Regions from separate parts of the Mus musculus genome. Here region 2 is linked to region 1. The links are chromatin contacts, called in public Hi-C maps. All regions are on one chromosome and are shown on one strand. Each heading gives the region's core, a stretch centred on a gene start, on an enhancer-like site or on the middle of the called end of the contact. The rest is flanking DNA. Distances are from core to core; before and after follow the strand shown.

Region 1 (5,428 bases), core at 992-3,491:
TGAGCCACATCCTCACAGTGATGAATTTGGACAGCGGTAAATTATTGTAGCTTGGACTCTAAACAAACCACTCTTGAACTGCATGGTAACTATTAGTTCTTCCTGAAGAGTCAATAGACTAAAGAAAAGGCCAGAGCATTCCATGTTAATGGCCATACTTTCAAACCCATTTATTTATATTTAGTGTCCTATGAGAAGTTCTCTCTACCTGTATTTCAGTATAAAATAGAAACTACAATCTCACCAAATAATAATCCACACAAGCCACCAGTAACGGGATGATATAAGAATAATTAAAGGTATGGATGCCATGTTTGTTTTTTTTGACACAGTACAATTTATATACATGGAGAGTTTTCTAGGAAAATAAAGGTAAGGTTTGAGTAAACGTTCTCAGAAGATACTGACAGGGCACATTTTCACTGAAACAAACATTGATAATGACAGTTGATGGCCCCATGTATGCCGCAATCCAAAATGAGGTCATGGTAACTGAGTGAAATAGAATTCTGCAAATGAGGGAGGGAAGAAAGGGGAGACCGTATTTACCCAAGGGAGAAGGGAGGCAGGGCCTGCTTCTCTTTAATTGATCTTTAATCATTATATGAGCCTATGTTTGAACAGGACGGGAATGTAGTGCATATCATAAAAAGTCTATAAAATGCTTTCTGTCTTGGTTCAAGGCCGTGGTGGGCCAAGTGCTCTGAATCACTCCTGCTCTTCTGTTGCTTGGAGTTGAAGCGCCCATGCTGGCTCTGTTAAGGGTGAAATGGAGTGGAAATCTGAAACTGGAGGTCATATAAAATCCAGCACAGTAACTCCCGCCCCCAGGAAGGAATCTGGAAGTACTTGTTATGCTGTACTGAGCTTATAACTATATTTCAAGAATACAGATGTGAAGGTTAAGCTCCATCTTAGAAGGAAAAACAAACCAACCAACCCTGAGCGGGCGCGGGGGGGGGGGCGGGCATAGATATGCAAACTGTCACAAGAACAACCTCTCATGTATATCCTAGCGTGTAGCCTAATCTTTAGACTCTCAGAACTTCAAATGCTGTTAAATGTACTATCTAAAAAGCATTTGAGAGGTGGGGCCGTAACTTATCAGTTCAGCCGAGCATTAATTCCCCAGAACCTCAAAATAAATAAATACGTGTCCCGTTCCCCCTCCCCCCCACACACACACTAGAATTAAAAAGTATTTGAATCTAACGCTATCTGTGCCCTAATTCGATTAAGGAGTTGCAGAAAATAAGTCAGTTGCTCCCTGGAATCGATTAGATTACAAATGGGGAAATGTCTGGGGTTCGCGGAATGCTTTGCATCTGACAAGCATTTTTGGGACAAGCTTCCTCCCCACCCCCAATCCTTTACATCTTGACAGCAGCATGCAGATTTTTCAGCATCAATCAAAAAGCCCAGAAAGGCAACATCTCCACCTTTTAATAAACCAGACGTGCAGCGTGAGCTTGGCCAGAGGGTAAGCGTGAAAACTAATAGACAGGAATCTAGCTGAGTAGTTCCTTCAAAGAGAAAGAACATTTTTTTGTTTGTTTATTTTTGGAAGAAAAAGAAATGGGGTTGGGGGTGGGGGTGGGAAGAGGACACCTTTCCAAGCTTTAAGATTATAGAGTCGCTTTCTACTCCAGGGTCAAATGACTTTGCAAGCGTTCCTTGCAGGTCAGGGTCTGCAGAGGGTCCGTGAGATTCCGGGAACAGTGCTGGCGGGCTGACAGCTCCGAAAAACCGCCCGCGCCCCTCACGCCCCCACCCCCAGGGACACTTACCGCGACCCTCGCGGCTGCTGCTCGCACCCGGATCTCTGGCGGCCGCGGACCCCGGTATCCCGGCTCCCGCCGCACGCGGCCTCACGGTCACACGGCTCGCTCGCGGGACACGATCTGAGCGGCGGGCTCGGCAGAGAGGACGGACGCGAGGAGCGGAGCTGGCCTCGCGGGCCGCGCCGGGGCCTTCCCTCCGTGTCGTCTGTACCAAACAGCTCCTCTCTGGGTCACTTCCATTCTGTGCTCAGTCCCAGAGCGGCGAGACATCTGCTTTCCATAAGCCTCGCGCAGAGGCAAATCCTGGATTAGATGCCAGAGCCCACGGTACAGCTGATCCGCGCACAAAGAGCCGCGGACAAACACGCAAGTTGGTGCCCGGTTCCAGAACGATTCGGATGACTCAGGCGGCCGCAGCCGGGATGCGCCAATCCGCGGCTGGCTGGGTTTTCAGGTCTACTGCGGAAAACTCTCTCTCTCTCACACACACACACCCGCCCGCCCACCCCACGAAAGCACGCTCTGTCCCTGCAGGGGAAGTGACTTCAGCTGTACCGGGCTGAGCGAGCTCGACGCAGCCTGCCTCCACCGCCGGGCGTTCGGTATTGAAAGCACACACTGCTGACCGTGACAAGGGGAAAAGCTTTGCTTTAATTCCAATTCACGAGTCAGTTATGATACAGTCAGCGCTGAAAAGGATGAGGAAGTGCTGTCTTTGCAAATTGATTTTTCATTCTCCCAAACAGCTGGGCAAAATTGCTGTTTCTCCGCCCCCCCCCCCCCCCCCCCCGTCCCTTCCTCACTTTGGAGTGCCTTTGACAGCGTGAAGTCGCTACTTCCTCTCAAGTGCTCTACTGTGTTGGGCTGGTTATGCTAGGGAGACTTACCAGTTCCCAACCCTGAAAAATTACAGTCAAAGAAACATAGGGTGGGGTTGGGGAGAGCACAGATGGGGCTTTTCAATCAGTCTAGAATCCAAAGACAGCTCCCCACCTCCAACCCCCACCTGCCGCCACCTCCCGGACAAGCCTTTTAAATTTTGGGCTTCTGCAGGCTCTAGAACAAAGAGGCTGGGCACTAGCTGATCCTGAATGTGGCTTTAGGGGCAGAGCAGGAGCAATGAAGACAGATAGATGCTCTATGGTGGATGGCAAAGAAGTTAGGTCACCGTGCTTGTCGTCCTAGGTAAACTGGGACCTTGGCATCTGACTAGAAACTAAAGGGACCCTCTGAGAGATTTGGAGCTGGCAAGTGATGTAATAAGATTTCCACCGCAGAAAGATAATTTCACAAGGCTACTCCAACCTAGAAAGGGGGTGGAGGTGAGTTTGAAATGAAGGGGAAAGACTCCAAAGACAGCAAGAGAGAGACTAAAATAAAATGCCCATTACAGGGGTGGGGCAAAGGTATCCTACAGAGGTCATAGCCTCCTGTCTGCCTCCTGTGGCAGGACAAGTAGAAGAAAATGAGAGAGGACCCAGAGAAGCCAGGAGTTGGGTTCAGAACGAGGTCACAGAATACAAATCAGCCACACAGATTTCTAAAGTATTTGGGACCTTCTGGCTAAGCAAGACAGGTTGGGCAGGTGTGTGGTTAGACAGCGAAGGTAAATACAGAGTAGAGAAAAACGGTTTGTATTGGTGTGTTGCATCTGTCAAAACAAAGTACCTGGAAGTGAGGAGATTAAATAACAGAAATAAATTGCCTCACAGCCTGGGAGCCTGCAGCCAGTGTGATGGGAGGAGCTTACTCCAGGAAGGACCCCTGGTTCCTTGGCTAGCGGCATTGTAAGCACTTATTTTCCCTGGCTCGCCGTGACCAGATGTCCGCCTCTTTTTGTAAAACGCTAGCCATATTAGGTTAGGGGCCCACCATACTCCAGAATTACTGCACTTCACTAATTACATCTGTCCTCAGGTGTCAGTCAGTTTTCTATCACGATATCAAGATGCTTAAAATAATCATTTTAAAATGAGGAAAGGTTTCTCTTGGTTCTGTTTCAGAGACATGATGATGGGAACATGACAAAGGAAACTGATTCACCGATGGGTGGTCAGGGAACTAGGAGAGTGACATGTACAGACTGTGCTTCCAAAATTCCCTTCAAGGGCAGGGGCCTACAACCGAACTCTGTCCTACCAGGCCCAGCTTCTGAAGTCACACACTCCTGCACTTGACAGTAGTATTGCAGACTGGGGTGAGGCTAGGGGAACAAGCCTTCAACATTCGGACATTTTGAGAAGTCTAAGATCTAACGGCATTTTACTTCTATCTTGTAATGGGAAATCACCTTCTTCCCATAAAAATGTCCCATTCTGAGGTATGGGGGCAGGGCTTAAGGCTTCAACGTAGGAATTTGGGGAAAACAATCGAACTCATAAGATTCACCCACTGTGAGCAGAGTCACATCAGAGGACAGAGAGGAGAAAAGCCACTGTGGGCAAGCAGGCAGCGCCTTGGGTGCAAACGGTGAGAAAGAGGATCAGAAAATACAAGAGGGTTTTATTAAATTTCAGACACACACACACCAACTCGTCTGATCATGTCTTCTATTTAACGCTGCCTGGGAACTTTTATTATTTTTTCCCCTAAAGTGTTTCTATTCTATATGAATCTATCACATACCACGTAACACATGGGCAGAGGCTCAAAGTGCCAGCGGCTGCCATGAACACACACACAGCACAGGTTTGACAGCCTCCCCGTTTAATTCTACTTACTTAGTCCTGATGCCAAGTCTGAAGGACAACAGCTGCCCCTCTTCTTCTAGACTCCTCCCTCCCCATGCTACCCTTCTGTCTTAGTGCCAACGCCCCTTGGGCCCTTGCTGTGAGATAGATGCCACTGTAACCTTTGGATCATCTTCAATGCGATCCACAAAGCTTTGACACAGGTTAGAAAACAACAAACACATAGGAGGTAGAATGTAGTTCTGGTCTCTGTTTCTTTAAGGCTTTCCATGTTATCTCACGGAGCTGACGATAGAAGCCAGGGCCTTGTACACACTAGGCAGGTGCCCTACCATGAGGTGTAGCCCCAACTCTCCTCACACAGCTTTTCATTTGGAATTAGGGTGGGGAGGGGGGGCAGGAGTTGCTATATTGTCCAGTCTTGTCTCCAACCCACCCTGGCTCAAGCAATCCTCCTGCACCTCCCGCGTAGCTGGGTGGGACTCAGACATGTGCTACTGAGTTCCAGCTCTTCAATCTTACACCTTACTCCAAAACAATACATGTGGAATTCTTTATCCCAAAAGCCACCATCGGAGGGTTAGCTGGCCTCCTGGGGGACTCTCTAGTATTCAATTCATGTCCAGAAGGGTGAAATTCTTTTGGGAATCATTGAGGAAGCTTGTGAAGTGGGAAGGGATGTTCTGAGACCCCTGGCAGGGACTGGTATTACAAGGCCATGGCAAGGTCAAGGTGAAACTTTCCTGCTGGTGCTCGTTGGTAGATCAGCCTGCTGACACCACTGCTCAGGAACTGGGGCCTGCTTCCTCACAGGCGGCTTTCATTTCACCTGCTTACATCTGCCCAGTATCTAAAATGTCAGATTAACAGAAAGACTAGTGCATAAAACAGCTGGAAAGAGCCCCTACCTTTTCTTTTGCCTCAGAGGTAGCCAGTGTTTGCTGTGCACACAGGCTG
Region 2 (5,175 bases), core at 1,432-3,931, 320 kb before region 1:
AGAAAGGGGCGCTGACAGTCTTCACACAAACAGGGTGCTCAATCAAGGGACAGTGGGTTTAAATGACAGCAAAAGAAAATAAACACAAAGGCCTCTGCTCCTCAGAATCCCTAAGGACCTGCAGCAAAATGCACATTTGTAATTTCAAATTACTTTAGGCGCAACTCAGCAATTACCTGTATCCAAATAAGGCTGTTTCCTGAATGCAGTACATACATATTTACTGCAGATTCATCTGTCCAAAAGAATCAGAGCAATGAGGTTTACAAAAAGCCATAGACTCTCCACAATTAAACACAGTATACATTTCTAAAAAGAGGAAAACATCTTTACAACACTGAACTTGAATGGAAAATACGTTCTCTTTGGTATCTTCTGGGACGCATGCAGGGATGAGTTCAATGCTGGGGATCAAAGACAGAGTTTTATGTACCTGGGATGGGTCTTTGAGTCTTAGGAAGGTGTGTGTGTGTGTGTGTGTGTGTGTATATATATATATATATATATATATATAAAATTTCCTGAACAAGGTTTTCACTGCTGACAGAAACATACTATGCTCTCTTTGAATGACAGTAACCAACTAGATAGTTTTAAGCAACGCTATGCTCTACAGTCATCTGGATAGCCTTGTGTTTCCTTACTTAAAGCAACACACTCTAGATGAATGTGTTGCTAGGAATGAAACTCTAGCATCTTGGAGCAAGGCAGGCTCTGCTTTATCCATCATCTAAATGTGTTTCCCAGGGACGGGGGTCTTTCTCAGTCTGGGTACCCACCTGGACATTAAAAAAACCGAACAAACTGTAAACCAAAGGGCAGGGGAGTTCTGGCCACTGATACTACATCCAATTCTACATGCTGGAGGTAAATGATGTTTGCTCAACAATTAAAACTGTAGAGTGCAATGATGCACATGGGAAGTCATAGGTTCAGTCCCGAGCAGGAGACTGGTAGCAGGGGAGGAAGGAGAGGGCCCTGCACGCATGACCCTGCTGACTGTTGATGAGTAACTATGCTTTCCTGTATCACTGTGTTCATCTTTTTTGGAATGAGTAATAAATACACATGTGAACACAGCTGTTATAACAGCAAATGGCATAGTCTGCATCTCATACATCAGACAGCATGTATCTCCTGCAAGTGTTCTTCAAAAGCTAGACTGCCAAAATAGGCTATTTCTAGTAAGTAGGATACACATTTCCAAAGAATTCTCCTCCAAGTTGTCAAACATCCAGAAACAACCAGCTATTGGCTACTAAGAATACGAAAGAAACAGCATGATCTGGTCAACTGAGCTTCTGCAACTCAGTAACTCTGGAGCAAGACTCGGACTTCAAACCCTTCGTGAACATTTATTTTAGGCAGTCAAGTCCATTCCATCTGTGCAAAATGCCAAGAAAAATGATTCCCAAGGAGACTCAGAGAGCTGTGGTTACTTAGCCTCCCTGAAGTGGTGCAGGCAGGGCAGCTGCAGACTGAGAAGCAGTGCCTGCTGCAATCGACCCCAAGCAGAGGCTGCCTTGAGTCTCTGAAAGAACCAAATAATGACTCAGGGAAACCTGGCCATGCTGCAAGAAAGTTTGTAGCTTCAGTTTTATGGATGAGGCAGGACCCAGTGCACACTCGACTGAGCTAGTCCCACAACAGAAACTGTAAAGCCCCACCTCACCTGAGGTGTCAGACTCATCAGTAGCTACATAGACAATAGAGAGGTGATCTAGCAGGGCTTGAGTGTTCTCTTCAGGTTGCTTGGAGGAGTTTTCCACTGCTACAATGATGTTCATCTCCAAGTGTAGCGCATCATCAGATCCCAGAGAGCAACTCTGAAATGGGAGGCGTGGGGAAAGGAGAAAAACTCAAAAACAAAACAAAACAGAACAAAACAAAAATCATCTGAGCTCTAAGACTGCATATTGCTGGAGAAAAGAAAACAGTCGAGGCAAGAGCCTATTGAGGATGAGAATACACTGCAGTTTTCATTTTGATTTTTAAGAGGCAGGAAAGAAAACTGAGATCTGCTAAATATTGTTATACCTTCAATTGCTGACACACTTTATTATGTAAACTGCATTCCAGTTGCACCCGCAGCAGGCTGGTATTAGTGGTCTCTGCCTAAAAGATAGAAGGAAGGAAACTTAGGTGGAGGCCCCAAGCATCATCCAGTCCTAAGAGCGAGTCATTCATACAGTGAGTTCCAAACAGCTACTGACTGCTGCATGCTATGCTGTACTGGAAATATATTCTGTTGTCAGTAGGCGTACACTCTCAAGGAAGGAATGAAAGTTCCTAGTAAGGCAGGAAGCAAGAGTATGTATATCCCATGTATACTGTCTTGGGTGTGTTTAGTATTTGGTTAAAAACAAAGAACTACACTTTTATTTTAAAGTGGGGTTACCCATTAATAACCTATTGACTATTTTTTGCTTTTTTTAAAGGTGTGTGTGTGTGTGTGTGTGTACTAGTGTCTGAGAAGGTCAGAAGAGGGCAATAGATTCTTTGAAACTGGAGTTACAGGCCATTGTGGGCCTCCGTGCAAGAGTGCTGGAAACCAAAATGAGGTACTCTGCAAGAGCAACAAGTATTCTTAGCCATCAAGCCATCTCTCCAGTGTTGCAAGAAATATTAAAAGGAACAGCAAGTTCCTATGCTACACCCTGCTACTCTTAGCCCCAGCAGTCACGCTCTGACTCAGAGCTCCAAAATCTCTCCACCCTGCTTGCTAGGTTCTCACTGGCCAGTCACTAACATGCCAGCCCCATGCTTCAAATCCCCCACGGCCTTTGTGTTGCACATCAGGCAAACCCACACTTTGCCAGCCATACCTTTCTCTCTTGAACCAAGAAAAACTGCTGTGTGAAGCAAAACACCATACAAACTTAATTCAGGAACAATCGTAACTTAATAGCTGGGTGCAACAATGAAATCCTAATCTCATAAGCCTTGTTTTAAATCCAAATCCAGGTGTCAAATCCTGACTGATCTGCCATTGAAACCAGGAGACACTTGTAGCTACATTTTGTTCAAGCTATCCCCATCCAAAAAGAACTAACTCTCTCCTGTTTCTCTCTTCCTCTGTCCAACCCAGAAGTCCCTCCTACTCGCTCAGTGATTGGCTCCTTTATTCAGTAGGGGGTTGGTTCACAAGAAGTCACCTGAGTATATGACTCACTCCTTGTCTGCAACCCCTCCTAGGAGAACAGAATTAGCATCAAAATACAAACAGCACCAGGCCCATTCACAACACTCCAGCCCCAGCCTGGTTTGATTTTTGAAACCAGGTCTCACAGTACAGCCGAGTGTCCATAAGATCATCCTGCCTCATAGGCCTAAATGCTAAGATTACAAGTATGCACTATTATACCCAATCAACTTCCTGGATTGTTTGCTTGCTTGTTTTGCTTTTCAATGTATACCTTCTTTCAATTCAATGACCACTAGAAGCCATGACGTGGACTCTGACAGAAACTTCAAAAACAGATGTCCAAATGTCAACTGCCTGCCATTTTTAACACATGAAAGGGCTATGGATGGAAGACAGAAGTATAAGGAAAGAATGCAGGACTCTGTCAAGTTCAAAGATCTCAGCCATCTTTCATAGAACTTCAAGGAGAAGACGAGAACAACCCAATCAAGGAGGGATACCATCGTCCAGGTTGGGGTGGGGCTGCATACATAAGAGGAGACAGTGAAGTTAGCACAGCACACAAATCTCAGAAACATGGCCTTTGGCAGATTCTCCTGCACAAGGTCTCTGTCACAGTCATTACAAAAGAAACATATTCAGCCCAGGAGCCAGAGTCTGAGCACTGGGAAAGCTTGCTTAACTATGTATGAGTACCTGATGCCAGGCGAGCCACGGCTAAGCAGAATCACTTCCCTAAACCTAAGGATGCATTTTAGGGATCAGGCTATGACTCAAAGGGAAAGCAGAGGATTTTTGATATTTAGGGACCTGGACCCACTGATTCATCCCTCAGTACTAAAATGAATTACTTTGGTTCTCATTCATACCAACTGAAGTGCAGAAAAAAATAATAAAGTATATTACATGTTTAAGTATAGTACAAAGTATTCAAGATGCCTTGAGCATATACGTGAAATCCAACAAAGACTTACAAAATTACTGCTAGTAAATAATATTCTACTCTGTCTAAAGCAGAGCAGTGCTATGAGGTTGCCAGGGCAGCCTGCTGGCTACATCTGCCCCACTGATCTTCAAGGGCCATTGTGATCTGGCTGGTGAATGGTTAAGGAGTCTGTTCTCCCTCCGTGCGCCCTCCTGAAGCTGCGCATGCGATACACAGTAGCACTGTATAGACAGAGACCATTTCTCATTCAAGATATGGACCAGAGAGAGAAGAATCACTCTTCAGCCAAGAGTACATGGGTATCCATACTCCCAATACAAACTCCAAACAACCTCTCAAAGTAAAACTATGAACAAATCCCTGCACCAAAGACATGAAACAGCCTGCTTCTCTCTATTTCCCTGCTTCTGTCTCCCGACCATCAGTCATGGTTGATCTGGGTGCTGCGTTTCTTACACTTTCGTCCTCCACCCAAGGGAGCTCTGCAACAAGCTGGGCACCTTGCTGCACATGGAGGTCCTAAACCACTCATCATCTTAGCACCACCAGCAGCCCTGGCATTATTCACACCTGAGAAGTCCACTTCACTTCACCGTCTGAGCCTCCATTATAGCCAGTTACACTGGCCTCCTCCATCCCCCCAAACCATGCAGCTCTAGGATGGTGAACCGTGTCCCCAGCCTAACTCCAGTCTTCTGCCTGTTTCTGCGAATGAGGCTTTCCTGGAACACAGCTGGGCACTTTACTTTCTGCACTTTGTCAGCTCTGCACCATATTGATGCTGAGTGCCAGCCTCGCTGAGTACAGAGCCTAAATAAATAACTACACTAGCCACAGTAATTGAGAGAGAAACTTGCGGTGTGCTAACTTCCTCCCTGTACCCTTTCCACTCCACTCTCCCTCCACAAAGGGTGAGTTCACAAGCCAGACACGATGGCCGGCACCTACCATGTGGAGGTGGAGGCAAGAGAACTGCAAGATCAAGGCCCCCATGTCCACACTGGCTACACTGCTCTAGTTGGTATCTTTGAAACTGCTGTTCCTGTAGAGTGAACCCACTTGCTAGCCTGCCTACCACCATCCC

The links. A called contact is a pair of places that touch in the nucleus more often than the background predicts.
Region 2: a contact with region 1 is called in a Hi-C map of uterus, with 2.2 times the contacts expected there. The contact joins the enhancer-like site here to the promoter of Trim2 in region 1. A contact is called at or near these places in 1 of 484 Hi-C or Micro-C datasets (uterus), 3 of 115 datasets of contacts at active chromatin or transcription factors (bone marrow-derived macrophages, embryonic forebrain and embryonic stem cells) and 3 of 9 other capture datasets (adipose tissue, liver and pancreatic islet).

Annotation. Positions count from the first base shown.
Region 1 is chr3:84,257,538-84,262,965 of GRCm38.p6, forward strand. Trim2 (tripartite motif-containing 2) reads right to left here and starts at 2,242. Exons shown (of 12, transcript NM_001271727.1): 1 at 1,788-2,242. It overlaps Gm40078 (a long non-coding RNA gene), which reads left to right. Exons shown (of 3, transcript XR_867391.3): 3 at 1-687.
Region 2 is chr3:83,940,715-83,945,889 of GRCm38.p6, forward strand. It overlaps Tmem131l (transmembrane 131 like), which reads right to left. Exons shown (of 35, transcript NM_172681.4): 8 at 2,038-2,115; 9 at 1,673-1,826; 10 at 177-235. Among named protein-coding and RNA genes, the nearest start is that of Tmem131l, 97 kb to the right of the region's middle. Within about 2 kb of position 2,682, at least 47 of the 459 cell types and tissues checked have an H3K27ac peak or open chromatin away from gene starts, as enhancers often do. A contact at or near this core is called in adipose tissue, bone marrow-derived macrophages, embryonic stem cells and 1 more, where this site is marked.